Linked DNA regions of Drosophila melanogaster: regions 1 and 2 are each linked to region 3. Evidence: chromatin contacts called from public Hi-C data. All regions are on one chromosome and are shown on one strand. The core of a region is the stretch at or near the end of the contact, and the rest is flanking DNA. Distances in the headings are between cores, read along the strand shown. Region 1 holds the start of SpdS (Spermidine Synthase). Region 2 holds the start of bocks (bocksbeutel). Region 3 holds the start of Unc-115a (Uncoordinated 115a).

Evidence for each region. Hi-C and Micro-C count contacts between places; a contact is called where the count stands out from the background.
Region 1: a contact with region 3 is called in a Hi-C map of the Kc167 cell line, with 2.7 times the contacts expected there. A contact is called at or near these places in 19 of 107 Hi-C or Micro-C datasets (the Clone 8 cell line, the D17-c3 cell line, the Kc167 cell line and 9 more) and 2 of 7 datasets of targeted methods (both in the Kc167 cell line).
Region 2: a Hi-C map of the Kc167 cell line shows a contact between it and region 3, with 2.4 times the contacts expected there. A contact is called at or near these places in 8 of 107 Hi-C or Micro-C datasets (the D17-c3 cell line, the Kc167 cell line, the ML-DmBG3-c2 cell line and 3 more).

The regions. Positions count from the first base shown.
Region 1 is chr3R:9,630,382-9,635,331 of dm6, forward strand. It overlaps SpdS (Spermidine Synthase), which reads left to right and starts at 1,260. Exons shown (of 2, transcript NM_169298.3): 1 at 1,260-1,473; 2 at 1,996-3,292. The coding sequence starts at 1,340. The coding sequence ends at 2,725. Calr (Calreticulin) reads right to left here and starts at 470. Exons shown (of 4, transcript NM_001275501.1): 1 at 297-470; 2 at 68-172. The coding sequence starts at 384. It overlaps Scm (Sex comb on midleg), which reads right to left. Exons shown (of 4, transcript NM_169299.2): 3 at 4,156-4,950; 4 at 2,978-4,094. The coding sequence ends at 3,957. It also overlaps sisRNA:CR46357 and asRNA:CR45053.
Region 2 is chr3R:9,589,562-9,594,474 of dm6, forward strand. It overlaps bocks (bocksbeutel), which reads right to left and starts at 1,441. Exons shown (of 2, transcript NM_141660.4): 1 at 322-1,441; 2 at 1-221. The coding sequence starts at 1,368. The coding sequence ends at 213. It overlaps CG8312, which reads left to right and starts at 1,748. Exons shown (of 5, transcript NM_141661.2): 1 at 1,748-2,624. P58IPK reads left to right here. Exons shown (of 3, transcript NM_141659.4): 3 at 1-20.
Region 3 is chr3R:9,702,664-9,707,735 of dm6, forward strand. It overlaps Unc-115a (Uncoordinated 115a), which reads right to left and starts at 2,754. Exons shown (of 10, transcript NM_001300328.1): 1 at 2,282-2,754. The coding sequence starts at 2,285. It overlaps trbd (trabid), which reads right to left. Exons shown (of 9, transcript NM_141674.3): 5 at 5,022-5,072; 6 at 4,712-4,956; 7 at 4,444-4,655; 8 at 4,229-4,377; 9 at 3,333-4,163. The coding sequence ends at 4,085.

The DNA.
Region 1 (4,950 bases), core at 10-2,509, 74 kb before region 3:
ATGGCAGAACGAGCGAAGAGAAAGATTTGGAAAAGGGAGTGACGACACATCGACACATATACGCTACCTTTGTCGGCCTCAGCATCGTTGTAGAAGGTACCGGGGGTGAGGACGAATTTTCCGAACTCCTTGCCAGGATGTTTGCTGTAGATCCACGTATCCTCCCAGTTTTCTACGGGAACAAGCGGGGGAGTGCTTTTATTATTCTTCTATTTTTATTGTCTCTCCTTTCGTTATTCATTGAAGGGGAGCGGAGGACCACATGGCGGCCATAGAACGCGATGACTACCACTTACCGTTGTCGAAATTCTCCTTCAGATAAACCTCGGCACTAATAAAGCCGACTGTCGCCAGCAACACTATCACTGTTTTGCACCACATCATGTGAACGATCCCGCACCACTTTTTGGACTGACTCTTCCAACTCCGATGGTTGTCCGAACTCGGTTAAAGTTAAGTACTAAATGCCGGCAAGAAAGTGCTATTTATTTATTGCATCTAAATCGTGCGTGTCGGAGCGGGACGGCTTGTTACTGAAATTGGTTTGCTGGAACGTTTTCATTGGCCCAAATCAGGCCAATCAGGGATGTCTACGTATTCTTTTTCACCGGCCAGGGCTGATTTCGATAAGCAATCGCATGCTGCCCTGTCGCTATCGATTGCTTGAGCTGGAATTAGAAACACTAAAGTGACCGTTTGCTAATTAAATTAAATTATAAAATATATAAAATTAATATATTCTGGCATACAATTAATCACTTGCAGCAGGCTAAGCTAAGAAAACATAAAATTACTCCAATAACAATTCTTCTACTACTTAACAATTGTAGTAGTTACAGGAAGAACAGTTGTGCTTCCAGAACATTCCTAAGCTTTTTAACGGCTTAAGGGTTTTGAAAATTTTAACTCACACTTACATCACATGTTAACAATTAAGTTTTCACCCGATAAAGTTCATAGTATTTAAAAAGTTAGAATGTTAATTATACATTATAATACAAATCAAAAACAAATAAAGGAATTCCAAAACTTTGCACCTGTATTTCGTTAATTTTAGGAACTTTTTTATCTATAAGTGCTAACTTTTACATTTGACTTTATTACATTAAAAAATTACAATTTTCGCTGGAAATGTATTATATTAATAAAAAAGATAAATAGCCAGAAATAGAAAAGTGAAATTAAATTAATTAAAACAAAAAAGCTTTGGTATTTATACCAATAGACCTTCTAAGGTATTTTTTAAGACCTAGCTTTGTGGCAGATACGGTAAGTTCGTGTCGAGCCCACGTGTTGAGCCAATCTTATCAAACGCCGATTCGAATGCGGCATTAAACAAATGGATTCCCTTAACAACGGATGGTTCAGCGAACTGCAGGCCGATCTCTGGCCCGGTCAGTCATTCTCCCTGAAAGTCAAGGAGGTCATCCACAAGGAGAAGTCCCGGTTCCAAGACATCCAGATCGTTGAAACGTAAGATAAATAATAGATAAACAAATACTTGGACACACAACCCCATTTGTTTACATCCGAAATTCCTCAGTCTAGACTGAAGTTTGAAGATAGATGTCAAAATAAATTAGCTTAGATTGAGATTAAAAAACTAAATTAAAATCATTATAAACACGCAAGTCACACAAATCCGAAATTTTTAACAGCTTAAGCTGTTGAGATTTTAAGGACTAACCTACAATAGCCTAATCCCATATGTATCCTACATTGAAGGTCCCTAAATCATAGATTGTAGAAATCGAAAATTTTCCACTGGTTGTTCAAACACAAATTGCCCAGCCAGCATTTTCGGACCCTTTGGTTTTCGTGTGTTTATTCTTGATCTGCACCAACAGCCTTATCGATGGAGTCATCTAGGGCCAAAAACGACAGACAGAATACTGATAGCAAGTCAGCTCGTCTTTCAGGTTTGAGTTCCTCCAGTCGAACATTGGGTACACTTGCGCCGCTGAAAAAATCAATAATTCGATAATTCTATTACAGCGAAACCTATGGACGGTGCCTAATTCTGGACGGAATCATTCAGTGCACGGCCAGGGATGAGTTCTCGTACCAGGAGATGATATCTTTCCTGCCGCTCTGCGCCCATCCCAATCCCAAAAAGGTCCTGATCGTGGGCGGTGGCGATGGCGGCGTTGCTCGCGAGGTGGTAAAGCATCCACTGGTCGAGGAAGTGCATCAGGTGGAAATCGACGACCGTGTCGTCGAGCTGTCCAAGCAATATCTCCCAGCGATGGCCTGTGGTTTCGCCAACGAGAAGTTGAAGCTTACCATTGGCGATGGATTCGACTATATGAAGAAACACAAGAACGAATTTGATGTCATCATCACCGACAGCTCGGATCCCATTGGTCCGGCAGTGAGCCTGTTTCAGGAAAGCTACTACGAGCTAATGAAACACGCGCTGAAGGATGACGGAATCGTGTGCTCCCAGGGCGGTAGCTTCTGGCTGGACCTGGACTACATCAAGAAGACCATGTCCGGCTGCAAGGAGCACTTTGCTAAGGTGGCCTATGCCGTCACCTCCGTTCCGTCCTATCCCTGCGGCCACATTGGCTTCGTCATGGGCTCCCTGAACAAAAACCAGGACTTCGCTACTCCCAAGCTTGGAAAGTCCGAAATCGATTCTATAGACCTAAGGTACTACTCCTCCGAGGTTCACTCCGCCGCCTTTGCCTTGCCTCGATGGGTGCAGAAGCACTTTTACGAATGACCAGGTTGCGGAAAGATTCGTGTGTATCTGTTTGTTAAAAATAAATATGATAATAATATGACTTGTTTATCATCGCTTCTTAAATTCTTGGATATTTTCAACAAATGCTGACTCTTGCAATGATTCATTTTTAGTCGAATTTTTGTAGCCTGAGTATTTTCCTTCCAATCCGACTACCATCTTTCAGTTATTTTACTGTTGAAAATAGAACAAATTGTAATGTTTATTACGTAATGATATATACAGTTGGCTCTATTTAATTTTTGTATTTGTAAGTGGATGCTGGGTTAACATAATGAGACTTATTGCAATATTTTACACGACCGAATGTTACTCTCATTTATATATCGCATATATTGCAAAACTTTGAAAGGAAGCGTTTCTTATATGCAAAAATGACCTTAACTGCATGTGAATAATTAACTAAAAACTGATATTCAATTTCAATAACTTAATAGAAATTAAATCTTCAACCTGTTTAATGACTAATTAAATATTGTTATAGTTAGGAAACGCAATTGATACATAATTACAAAATTAGATGTAAAATATGTACAATCATTTAATATTGGTTTTTATTTTCTCGCCTATTCTAAAGTTAATTATCATTTCTTTTGTGTCGGATAGATTTTGGTGTCTAATGTGCGTGTTTTTATGTGTAATAAATATAATGTATGTGCATTGCGATTTTGGTAGCCGAGCTCCAGTTTTCGAAAAAGTCGAATCATTTTGTGTCCAATTGAGAACTATTTCACATTTTTCGAAATAGATGGATAAACTAATTATTGTGTGTGTACGAATACTCCACTCCTTTGACTGGGTAAATTTGAATAAACCTATAAAAATTCCTAATTCAAGTATAATAATTTTGTCTAAATAAATCAATTTGTAAATGTGTATTCCAAAAAAAGAATCACGAGCAGTTGGAAAAAAATTAATAATAATGGTTTTGAAAACCGGAGCTTGACTGTGTATAATTTGTTATGCGATTGATTTTGTATAGGGAATTTCATGTCTTCGCGATTACATTTGTTATAGCGTGTTTTATATTATCAATATAATAAAATAGGGTAGGGGTTTTTTCTTCATGAATGGCCAACACATAACACATCTATGAATATCGTTCATGTTTGCTTTGCTTTACGTTAAAGGGAGGTACTAATTTGTTAACAATTTCTATATAAGTCAAACCCGAACCGAGTCCGCTGCCTGAAACTTAATGTTTTTCTGTTTAGAGTGCCAGATTATTTCGACGACCATTGACCTTATTGACTAAATTGCAGATTTTTAAGGCTGGTCCTAGCTTCAGGCCCATGTACTTCATCATCATCTCTGAATTTAGCAATAATAAAGCTTTACCATCGATTTCCTACAGACGAAAATTAGATAAGTTACTTTATTTAAGGTAATTGGTAATAGCTACTACTTACGTGCTTTCGGAAGAGATCACCATGAACTGCAAGGGAGTTGTCGTTGCTCTCGATGTACTGGATCACCTCTTCGATGGTCCAGTCGATCGGCTGCGACCGCAGATGTGAGTTTGCCAAAGCAGAAGTGGGCGTGCTCACGGGTGAGGTAATCGCGGTGTAGCTCGGAGAAGCTCCCGCAGTTGCCGCTGCTCCAGCCGGCGCGGTGGCCGCCTTAGCCGCTGTAACTCCACCTGCAGCCAGTGCAGTGGACGAGGCTGACTGGCAGCCCGTGAACGGCGTGGACACGGATGTCGGCAACGAGGCGCTTGACGAGAGCGTCGTCGGACTCTTGTAGTAGCTATTCGAGGGCTTTACATTGGCCTGCTCTGGATGAACTTCTGCCACAAGAGGTGCCAGGTATTTGCCAATTGTGCTGGTGTTCGCCGATCCTCCGGCTAGGCTCGTGCTGGACGACGTTGACGAGCTGCTGCAATGGCTGGTAGATACGTGCGTGGTCTGGCTCGTATCCTGGTTTCCGTTTGTCGCAGAGCTATTCGTATTCGTGTTTGCGTGGTGTTGGAAGCGTACTTTGCGCAGAGCCTGCGTTGTGGAGGAAGTCTGCGCGTTCGCTCCGTTGGGCTCCGATTTGATGACCACCTTGTTGCTGGACTTGCTGGCACTGTTGTTGTTATTGTTGAGACTGTGATTGCTGTTTTGCTGGCTTGCAGGCTCCTTGCCATTGTTCGTCGAAGTTTTCGACTTGGACTCCACTGGCGATTTGACAGCCAATTCCTGCTTGATAATCTTCTCAGAGGG
Region 2 (4,913 bases), core at 191-2,690, 110 kb before region 3:
ATTAAAGACTTGGCAAATTGAGTTGAATATTTGTTAGTTTTGAACATGTTTGGAATTGAAGTAGTAGTCTTAAGGTGCAAAGTCGTCATAAATATTCCTTCGCTGTAGTCTGTGGTTGAAATGCGTGGAGTAACCAAAACCAAATGTATTCCGCGATATGAACGCTTCTCAGGCGTTGGGTGTCAATACCACGTACACCATGGTGGCCAGCATCACTGACACTACCAATATTAAGTAGAATTTGAGATTATATTTTTGATCCAATGACACCGCCAGTGCACGGAACTGCGCCATAGGCGAAACCTGATCGTGGTGTCTTACCAGAGGTTTTCTAGCCAGCGGCGAGAAGCGATTCTTTTGGAAATGGCTATTGATGGGTACTTCCTCGACTTCGGACTCGCTCTCCGTCTCCATGGGTTCGCCTGCGTCATTCGGCTGATCGTAGAATTCATTTAGTTGTGGATATAGAGTGTTTACTGCGGTGGTCGGCTGGAGCAGGCGACCACGGGCCAGATTGGATCCACTAACTGGAACACTCTGTCGCTGGCGAATGGGTGCTGGAGCTGGTGCTGGGCCACCAAAAGGCCTAGCGGATCCGCTGAAAGTGTTTCTTGGCGAAATGGGTGAAAGTTTTGGATTGTACGTAGATGACTCCTCGTAGCTGGTTGAGTTTAAGTTGGTTTGAGTCAGCAGGGGACGCGAAAAACCCAAATCTGTGGGTCTGTATGTCGAAGGTTCGATGCGTGGCTCGTATGTGGGAAGTGCGTGAAGAGTGGCGGCTGGCACATGGGGTCTTTCGTAGGTGTAGCTGCGTGGTATATCCTCCTGTTCGTACAGCGGCTGGTCAACTTCGCGTGTGTAAGATGTGGTCAAAACTCCGGATTTGGCTAGAGAAACATAACGTCTAGGCTGCTGGTCCTTGGAGTAATTAGGCACCGGAGAGTCCACCATGTAGGAGTCGTCGTCCTCCGACTGGGAGCTCATATCCGACACCGTGGTAGTAGTCTGCACAGATCTTCCCGAGATCGAGGTGTTGTCTAGTCCATAGGCGATTGTGCGACGACTTTGTTCGCTGATCTTGTTGTTGTTGCTGCTAGTGCGTCCTGCACTCTTGCCGGGCGTACGACGCACTGGCTCCGATGTGGGCGTCGTTACCTGGCTGCCGTGTACGGTCTCACGCCTCGGAATCGCTTTCTTACTTGCAGATTTGCTTTTGTTCAGCGGAACCCCGGTGATTTTGGCCTTTAGTCGGCGAATTATGACGCTGCGGGTGCTGTCCGTCACGGGAACACCGGGCAGGCCGTGCTCCAGGCACTTGGCCAGCAGCTCCTTGTTGCCCAACGTGTCCAGGTAAGAAAGGTCCGACATTATTTTCCGCCGTGGTGAAACTCAAAACACACAAAAATAGCAATGTCGTCACAATGTTGTCTATTAGTGATGGAACGGCAGCGATAGAATGTTCAATCTAAGTGCACGCCTATCGATTGCTGCTAAAGTAATGTTGTTTGACAAACTATAGCTAGATTTCATATGCTGGATGAGCTGTGCACGAAAGTAAAAACAATTTTTTAACATCAGACAGAAGAACAAACTACTTGAAGAAAAACTTAACTCGATATTTTATGTGCAATCGCCTCATGTGCAGTGTTATAAAATGCCTACAACTAAACATTTACAGCAGTGCTGCCAGACCTGGTTGGATACGCTTGCTATGGTTTATTTCAACTAACGCCCGACGGTCACACAGTTAGTTTTATGAAAATCGAACGCGCAACAGGTGTTCAATCGCAAACAAGACGCTCGAATTAAACGAATCGCCGCGCGGAAAGCGCTCGCCAAGCCAAAGAAAATCCCCAAGTCGCAGTGCGGAAAACTGAGGAGATATAGCATCGTAACATAAACAGTGGATTGTGGAAAAACAATCGTGAATCATTTGCACCTGTTTGGCGGCCAATATTTCTTCACCTTTTTGCTTTTCTGCGCCTGCGTGTGTGCCTCACTTCGCTTATTACACTTTTGTTTACCTCAATCGCGGGTGTTATTAAAGTTTTTGGCATCGATTTCGAGTAGCAAAGCAAGTGGCTGGAAACATTCGACAATTTGCTGGCTGCAATTGCAGCATATTTTCCATTTAGCCAAGCAAGAGCAAGGGAAACAAAAACAGCAACAACAGCAGCAGTAGAAGCAGCAGCATAAACATAAACCAAAAAACCGGTTAAAGCGGACAAGAGCGAGAAAGGCGCCCCAAAAAAGAGCAAGCGGGACAAAAACAAACACATAAAACGTGAAAAACAACAACGAATCAAAGTAGATATAAATACTAAACGAAAAAAAAAATATCCTCGTATTTGGGTTTTTGTTTTTTTGTTAAGCGCAAACAGAAAATAAGTGCGTTTGTTCTTTGTTTAAACGTGTTGACATCGTGTTTTCCCTGTAAAATTCCTTATCGGCCGATCGAATCGAAAGTGAACGAGTAATTGCCTTTCTGGTATTTGGTTTATTACATTTCGATATTGCTATTGCCCAAACTCAAACTCTGCGCGTGGCCTCCTTCTTATCGGCAGTCCAGTTCACCAGTCTACTCCACCAGAAGAACTACCTGTTGCCGCAACAATTAACACCAGGTGAGCAATAAAACCAACCCTTTTTACACTTCTGCAGCTTAGAATGCCCAATAGGACCGACCACCGGGTATTCTTTAAATATTGTTTACGTTGCACTTATAACGAATTCCAAGGAATGTACTCACAAAGAGCATTTGAACAATTGTATTCATGAAGATATATTTACTCATAATTAAGAATTCATCTAAAAAGAAGCATCGGGGGTTGCAAGGAAGAAATGGGGTTTCAAACTAAATGTTAATATCAGTGATTTAGGCACATACATATTTGGTGCTATTTTTGGAGTGGCTTGTACATGTGAATTTGCTGATTTCAAGTAGCTCCAAATGTTATTTATTGTTACCAATATAATTTGTGTTGGGCATTTCATTCTATTCAGTCGGTCATTGCCTATATTTGGTATTGCTTGATAGCCAAGTCACGTGAGAGGCCTTCCATCGATAAACCAAATCACAATTGTTAACAAAAGATTAGCCCCATGCCCATGACATTAGGCAACCCAAATTGGGGGAATTGGGGAATTCGCCACCGCAGTTCATTGACACAACCTTTGGCTGCTGTTTTCAGCTGTTTTTGCTGTTGAACCCGCTTAACTTTCACTGCAAACGCGGCTGGCCCAAAAGCGGCATAAATCAGCACGAAAACAACACACGCGACAAGAAAATGTTGTAAATGCCAAAATTGAAATGCAGTCGCAGGTTAATAAAATCAAATTTGTTGCCCGCTTTTGTTTTCTCGTTTTCATCGCTCGTTTTCCATTGCCATTTCCATTTCCATCTCCATTTCCATTTTGATTTAATTTAATTTTACTTATGTAATCCCTGGTTAATTTCCAAGCATCATTAAGCCGCGAAGAAAGAGTCTCTTTTGCGCCAGCAAACTGAAGCACACGAGCGAATGATTATGAGATAATCAGTAAATTGCACAAGACCAAATGAAGTCATGAGAGTTGAGTGGATTGTCGAGTGGGATTCAACTCGAATTGAATCGAATCGAATTGCATCGTATCGATGGAGCTCCAATTTGACACTAAATTGGAATGAGATAACAGATTCGAAAATGATTTATCTCTATCAATATGGCATAAAACGGCTTGGCGTGCAGCTCAACTTGGTTTTAGCCATTTTCATTTCTTAGGAAGCCGTAGTTGTTTGAAAATTTCCCAATACCCCATTCAATTCCATTTGCAATCCCGAAACCATATGACTCATAGCCAAATGCATTTATTCAATCCAATCTTGCATCTACTTATTGCCAGAGCTAGACATGAAAAACAAAACCAAAAACTAAAAACAAAAATTCCTCAATCATGAAGAAAACAAAATGCCAAATATTCCCACCAAAAAAGTTGATATATGCAGAAAATACAAAACAAGCGCCCAACAACAACAACAAAAACTTTTATGAACAGCAAAACTATGCGCATAAAAAAGTTATATAAAAAACACGTTCAGACGCCAAGCCGCTCGGTACGAGCGAGATGGCGCTAGCAAGTGGGTTAGCCGCCTGCATGTGTGCGTATTTTCGTATCTGTGTGAGCCACGCTTCAATTGCAAATGCGCCCAGCAAGCGAACAAAGTAGAAAAACGTTAAAAAAAGCATTGACGCAGATACGCGCGCTATGTTTGCCGTTGTTGTAATTGTAAATTCTACAGGTTTCTTACTTGGTATTTGTTTGTTTGTTTCTTTGTCCATGTGCCAGTGTGTGTGTGTGTGTGTTTTAGCCGTTGTTGCCTTAATGGCAGCAAAAGCAACAACAACAACAACAAGATCGCTCTGCAATTTTACGCCAAACTAAAAAGGCGAGCGATCGAGCAGAAATCGAAGCGATCGAAAAGCACAGAAAGAAAAGTTAATAAATATTAACCTAAAGACAGAATAAAATTTAAAAAAGTTGGAAACATAATAAGATAGGCTTGGGATTTCCTATTTAATTTCCTACCTCTTTAAAAAGATACTTTCTCGAATGAAAACAAGATGTAGAAGCACAAATATTGCTTAAATGCTACAAATATTTTCTTTCCGTACAGCTCTGAATGAAAAGGATGAAAAGGGGGCGGCGCTGGAAAAGGTGTGGTGAGGGGGGTGAAGGCAGTGGGGTGACAAGGGAGTCAGCTCCATTCGTAGGCAAACCGGGCCAGTTGTCGAGCACTGTGGGCCGAAAGGTGCCACAATCTTAGGAGTTAACCGCTGGCGATAGCCGCTCATTTAAGGCATTTCCAGAAAAGCACACCGCCCAAGTGTTCTCACCTTGAAAGATATCAGATTTGTGTTCCAAACAGAGCAGCG
Region 3 (5,072 bases), core at 1,504-4,003:
AGCAACAACATAATATACACAAATGATTATTTGGCAAGGCAAATCAACAGCAGCGGCCACATAAATAGGAAGCTTACTTTTGTACCTACATACAAAGGTGGTTCAGTTGAGAATGTAAACATTGGTGGAAGGTGGGAAGTTTACATTTGTTTGGCAAAAGAAAACCTGTTTAATAAATACATATATAATATCCTCAGTTTTTTCATTTTCGGTTGGTATTTCTTTGACTGCTGCTATACACAAATACGCGTTGGTTTCTTTCACGGAATTACTCATCCAATTCAAAATGCTTCGCAAGTGTTTTTTTTATGCTGTGCTACCTGACGCACATGTATTTATATTTAAGCACATCCACGGTTTAGAGTTTTCGGTGCTTCGGTCGATTTGAAAGTGCTTCCTGTATGCTTATTAGACGAAAAGTGAAAAGAGCACCCCACACAAGTGCAGCTGATGACGCTGCAGCTACGAAAATAGCATTCAATTAGACAAGTGAAGGGGTTAGGGGGGGGGGGGGCTGAGGAGGAGGCGGAAAGTGGGAAAATAAGGAAAATGAATGGGGGGATTGGGGCACAACACAAGAGGAGATGCCACTTTCTATGCAAGTGCTCTGACCTATATAACCCCGCCTGGGAAACGCCAACGAAATGCCATGAAACACCACGAAATGCACGGCGAAGACGAACAAATCAACGGCGAAATAAATGAGAAAAATTCCACTAAATGAATGAGGGGATGGTGGGTGGCTGGAGATCGGGGATAGGGGTCTGGGGAATGGGGCTCGTTCGCCCCTTTCGCTTTCATTTGAGCACGGGCACAGCGGCAGCGTAGTCAAACGAAAAAGGAAACCCAGTGGAAGTCAATGCTCTTGTCATGAGTTCATGTCGAGCAATTGCTGCCGCCTTTGCCGGAGGCGGAGATTCGGATGGCTATTGTTAAGCCTTTTGCGGCGGGCGACTCGACATTATGGGGTACACATCGACGACCACTTCCACATTCACATCCACATCCCCATCCCCATCCTCACCAAGTCCAAGTCAATTAGGCATTTTAGGCACGCATGCAACTACTTGTAGACGGGATGAATACTGCACTCGGAGAAATGGCCAATATCCATTCCACTATTACAAACCTATCCCACCAAAAAGTAATGTGTACTTTAGTGAGCTATAAGGGTTATCAATTCCACGCTAAGCTGTTTTCCAAATAGCTAAATCGTAGATTTGTTTATTTATATGTATTCACTATAATTTAAATTTTTTAGCTTTCAAAATAACCAAACATTTGAGTAAGCCATCAAGTGATTTTTGCAAATTTGAGATCGTTTCTTAATGCCTCAAAAAGTGTGCAATAAGATTGAATGGATAAGATTCAACTTCGGAAAGCTGTAACCATTCTTCTTTCCCACACACACACACACAGAAAACGAGACCCATTTTTAGGGCAGTGCATGCATATGAACTTAATTAGGGCCAGTAGCGGAGTAGCCGAGTAATTAATCATTGACAACACAAGTACACGTCTCGAATAGCGGTATACGCAAGCCCTTTGCAGCGGCAACTCGAGAATGGAAGGCGGAAAATGTAGGAATCCGACGCCAAAAGGCAGGCCCATTCCCATTCCCATTCCCATTCTCATTCCCATTCACATGCACATTGAAGAACGGTTTCGGTTTGGCAGGCTTACAGGTTTATGTTTGCGGGTTATTCGAGAGCGGCTCTCACGACGGGACGCCCTAACGGTATCGTGTGTAATTGCAGTTGCACAAGCACTTTGAGGTTTATTCGGTCAGCGTTTCAGATCCCTTCAGCGACAATATCACCCCGAATTAGTCCGAAAAGTGTTATGAAGTTAAAAAGTAAAGAAGCGAACACGAAACTTGTTCATACAACAACACTGACGTCATCCCAGCTGAGAAATTAAAATAGGGAGTGGACGTGGACTACAATCATATGCGAGTGGGGCAGTGTTGGTGAGAGCGATCCGACTCTCAGCTGGCCAGTATTGATTGATGATGACCCACCGGCAGTGGTTGAAGAAGGTGCAGGGAAGGGGATGGGGAAGGGGAAGAGGGAACATGCGAGAGACCACCTGAGCTACTATCCCTCTGCCCTCTCGCTATATGAACCACTCCTACGATGCGATAAGGCCGATAATGCCATAATGCTGGTATCGCACCACCCACCACCCCCTTTCGATAACTTTGCGCAGACACACACACACACACACACACCTTAATCGAAGAGAGAGAGACAGTATCTGTGTTTGTCGGCAGATAACTTACCCATGGCGAGATACTATATACTGCTGTGCTCTTCGCTTTTTCGCCTGCAAAACGGGGGAGGGAATCACGCACACTAGAACAGAGAGACACACACGGGGAAAGCACAAATACTCGCGCACAGGTCACCACTACTTCCTCTTCACTTCACTAACAAAATTTTTCTTCTGCTAAGATTTTTTCTATTTGTATCTTTCGCCGTATGCATTCGCAATCTGCGTAGCACGATTGTTAGACTGTAAACATGTGTGAGTCTGGATAGGAGTGTGGTTAATAATGCGTTCGCAGCTCGAATGACGAATGTGCGATTTGCTTTTGGTGTGGTCTCGCACTTTAAATTTGACGACAAAGATCACAGCGGAAAATGGTGGCCTTTTTGAAATGCCTGAATGTCTGATTCTCAAATCGGAGCTGCGACCAGCAAAAAAACACCGCACCGCACCAGCAACGAAACCGACGGCAGCAAAAAGACGACTAAGTATCTGAGAGATACGGCTCGGATGGCAAAAACATCGTGCTTCCAAGAATACACTAAAATTAACCCCAAAGATAAGTTTCGTATGGAAATAGCGGTTGGGTGTTAAACTTGGCTACAATTGGAAAGGTGGGGAGCTCGGCTGTGGAAGAGCATGTATTAGTGATGACACCGTTCGTGCCACTGTACCGTTCCCTATAAATTTGATAATCTATAAAAATAACAAGTAATTCCATAAATGATGCTGCTTATAATTTACTTTGTACTTTATAGAGACAGAAATAATAATGAACTACTTTTTTTTATCTATCTACTAGTAAAGTTAGTTTGGGCAATAAAGTAGGAAAGTCCATACTTTATTAAAATAAATTCAACTATAGTCATTTTGTTTCCGTTTAAATCTTTACTTAAAACTTTTATTTAAATAAGTGATTTTTTTTATGCGTTTTGCGTGTACATTTGCACAATAAGCTTTCTTAGAAGTTAATAATAATAATTGTAATAACATTACTAACAAAAATAATAATGAGATAAAATTCCATTTATAATACAATAAGAATAAAATTCATTATGTTATTGGCCCTTTGTTCAACTGTCTAGAACCATAGGATTTCTATATATGTTATATAATTATAGATATTATATTTATAGGCATGAATGTATAATGATTCATAATAATTCCAAAAAGTGTTTTAAAAACTATCAATAAACATTTCAATGACGCTTTCATTTTCACCCGCTGCATAATTATGTTGTGTGTTCGCCACCCATTTAAAATTTAATAGTACATTGAGATTTGCAATATTTTAAGTCCGGAGCTTGGGTATTCACATTAACTACCGCGTACATAGGTGTACAAATTCCACCGCTTAAATTCGCATCTGCCTTTCGTACACGTAATCATTTAATGGATTGTTTCACATGTGAGTGTAATTAAATCTACCAGTGTATAGCTTCAATTTCGTAGTAAATGTGGTCTATATTGCCTCGACGACCCAGTGTGAATAAATTTGACTAAAATCAACGAACGTTGACTTGGGAACGGATATGATATACATACGTCGATCAATCTATTTTCGTACGTTGCTACTTAACCTTTAGTTTGCTTTCAATTTAGTTACAACTACAACTTTCAACTGCTTGCATATATGCATATGTATTCTCTATAGTTTCCTTTAGCTAGCTGCGAGTGCAAGAGTGTAGGATCTGCACTTGTTATTCCTGTCTCAAAAATCTGCTAACGATCGCCAAAAGTACAAAATAAGGATATTGAATTCTATGCACAGCATCCTAATCAGAAGCTGGGTGACGGATGTGCCGCATCATATCCTCTACTCCTCATCCGAGTCGCCATCACTGGAGTAATGTGTGATTTGAGGGCGACGAATGAAAGGCGCCGTTATCACTTGTCTGAAAGAAAGTTTACAGGTTTAATTAGCATGTCTATGTCCGGAAGGAGAGCAAGTCATATTTACGCAATGCGGCGGTAGTGATTTAGCCACTCTTCCAGCATCTGGGCGACCAGCAAGGGACGCTTGCTTAGCTTTTGTTGCGCCACCAGTAGGCCTCCATCAGTTACGCACACGTCCAGCCATTGACGCATCATTGACTCCTCGTTGCCAACCTGCAGGCAAGGAACGGAAATGTCTAAGCTCACAATGTTCTACAGGATATTTGAATAAGCTCTCACCTCCGACTGTGTAAGGAAATGTATGGGCAAAAGTTTCAGCTCGCAGTCCATTAGCGGGAGATAGGTTACGTCCTCCACATCGTCACGCCGCCCATCGATGCGAGTGAATGGCTCCATCGGCACCAGGGCGCTGAAATGGCCACGTGTGTAGCCCAGTGCTATCGGTGACTTGGTGCAAAAGTTTTGATCCCAGAACAAAGGCAAGTAGACACCTAGAAATAAGGCAATCAAATAAATGCAATACAGCGACGTAAAAATTAATAGCTACCTTCGAAACGCGCGTATCCAATGTCCTCGCCCCGAAAACTCTTGACGTACTTCACGCCGTAAACGATAATCGGCCGACGAAGGATATGCGCCAGCGCAAAGATGTGCAGTTGCTCCAGGGACGAGCCGGGTTGGCCGGCCAATGACAGTAGTGTACTCCAGTCCTCCTCGAACTGAGAGTCCTCCAGCGTAAAGTGGAGCATCGAAGCCTGCAGCATCTCGTACTCTTTCCAGCGAGTAAAGAACCTACAATAAGAGTATCAAGACTATTAATAAGCTGACGGTTGTTAAAACAAATTCGTTTAACTTACACATGCCCGCACTGGTGCAGTGTGTCGGCGAGTGCCCGCCTAAGGATATTG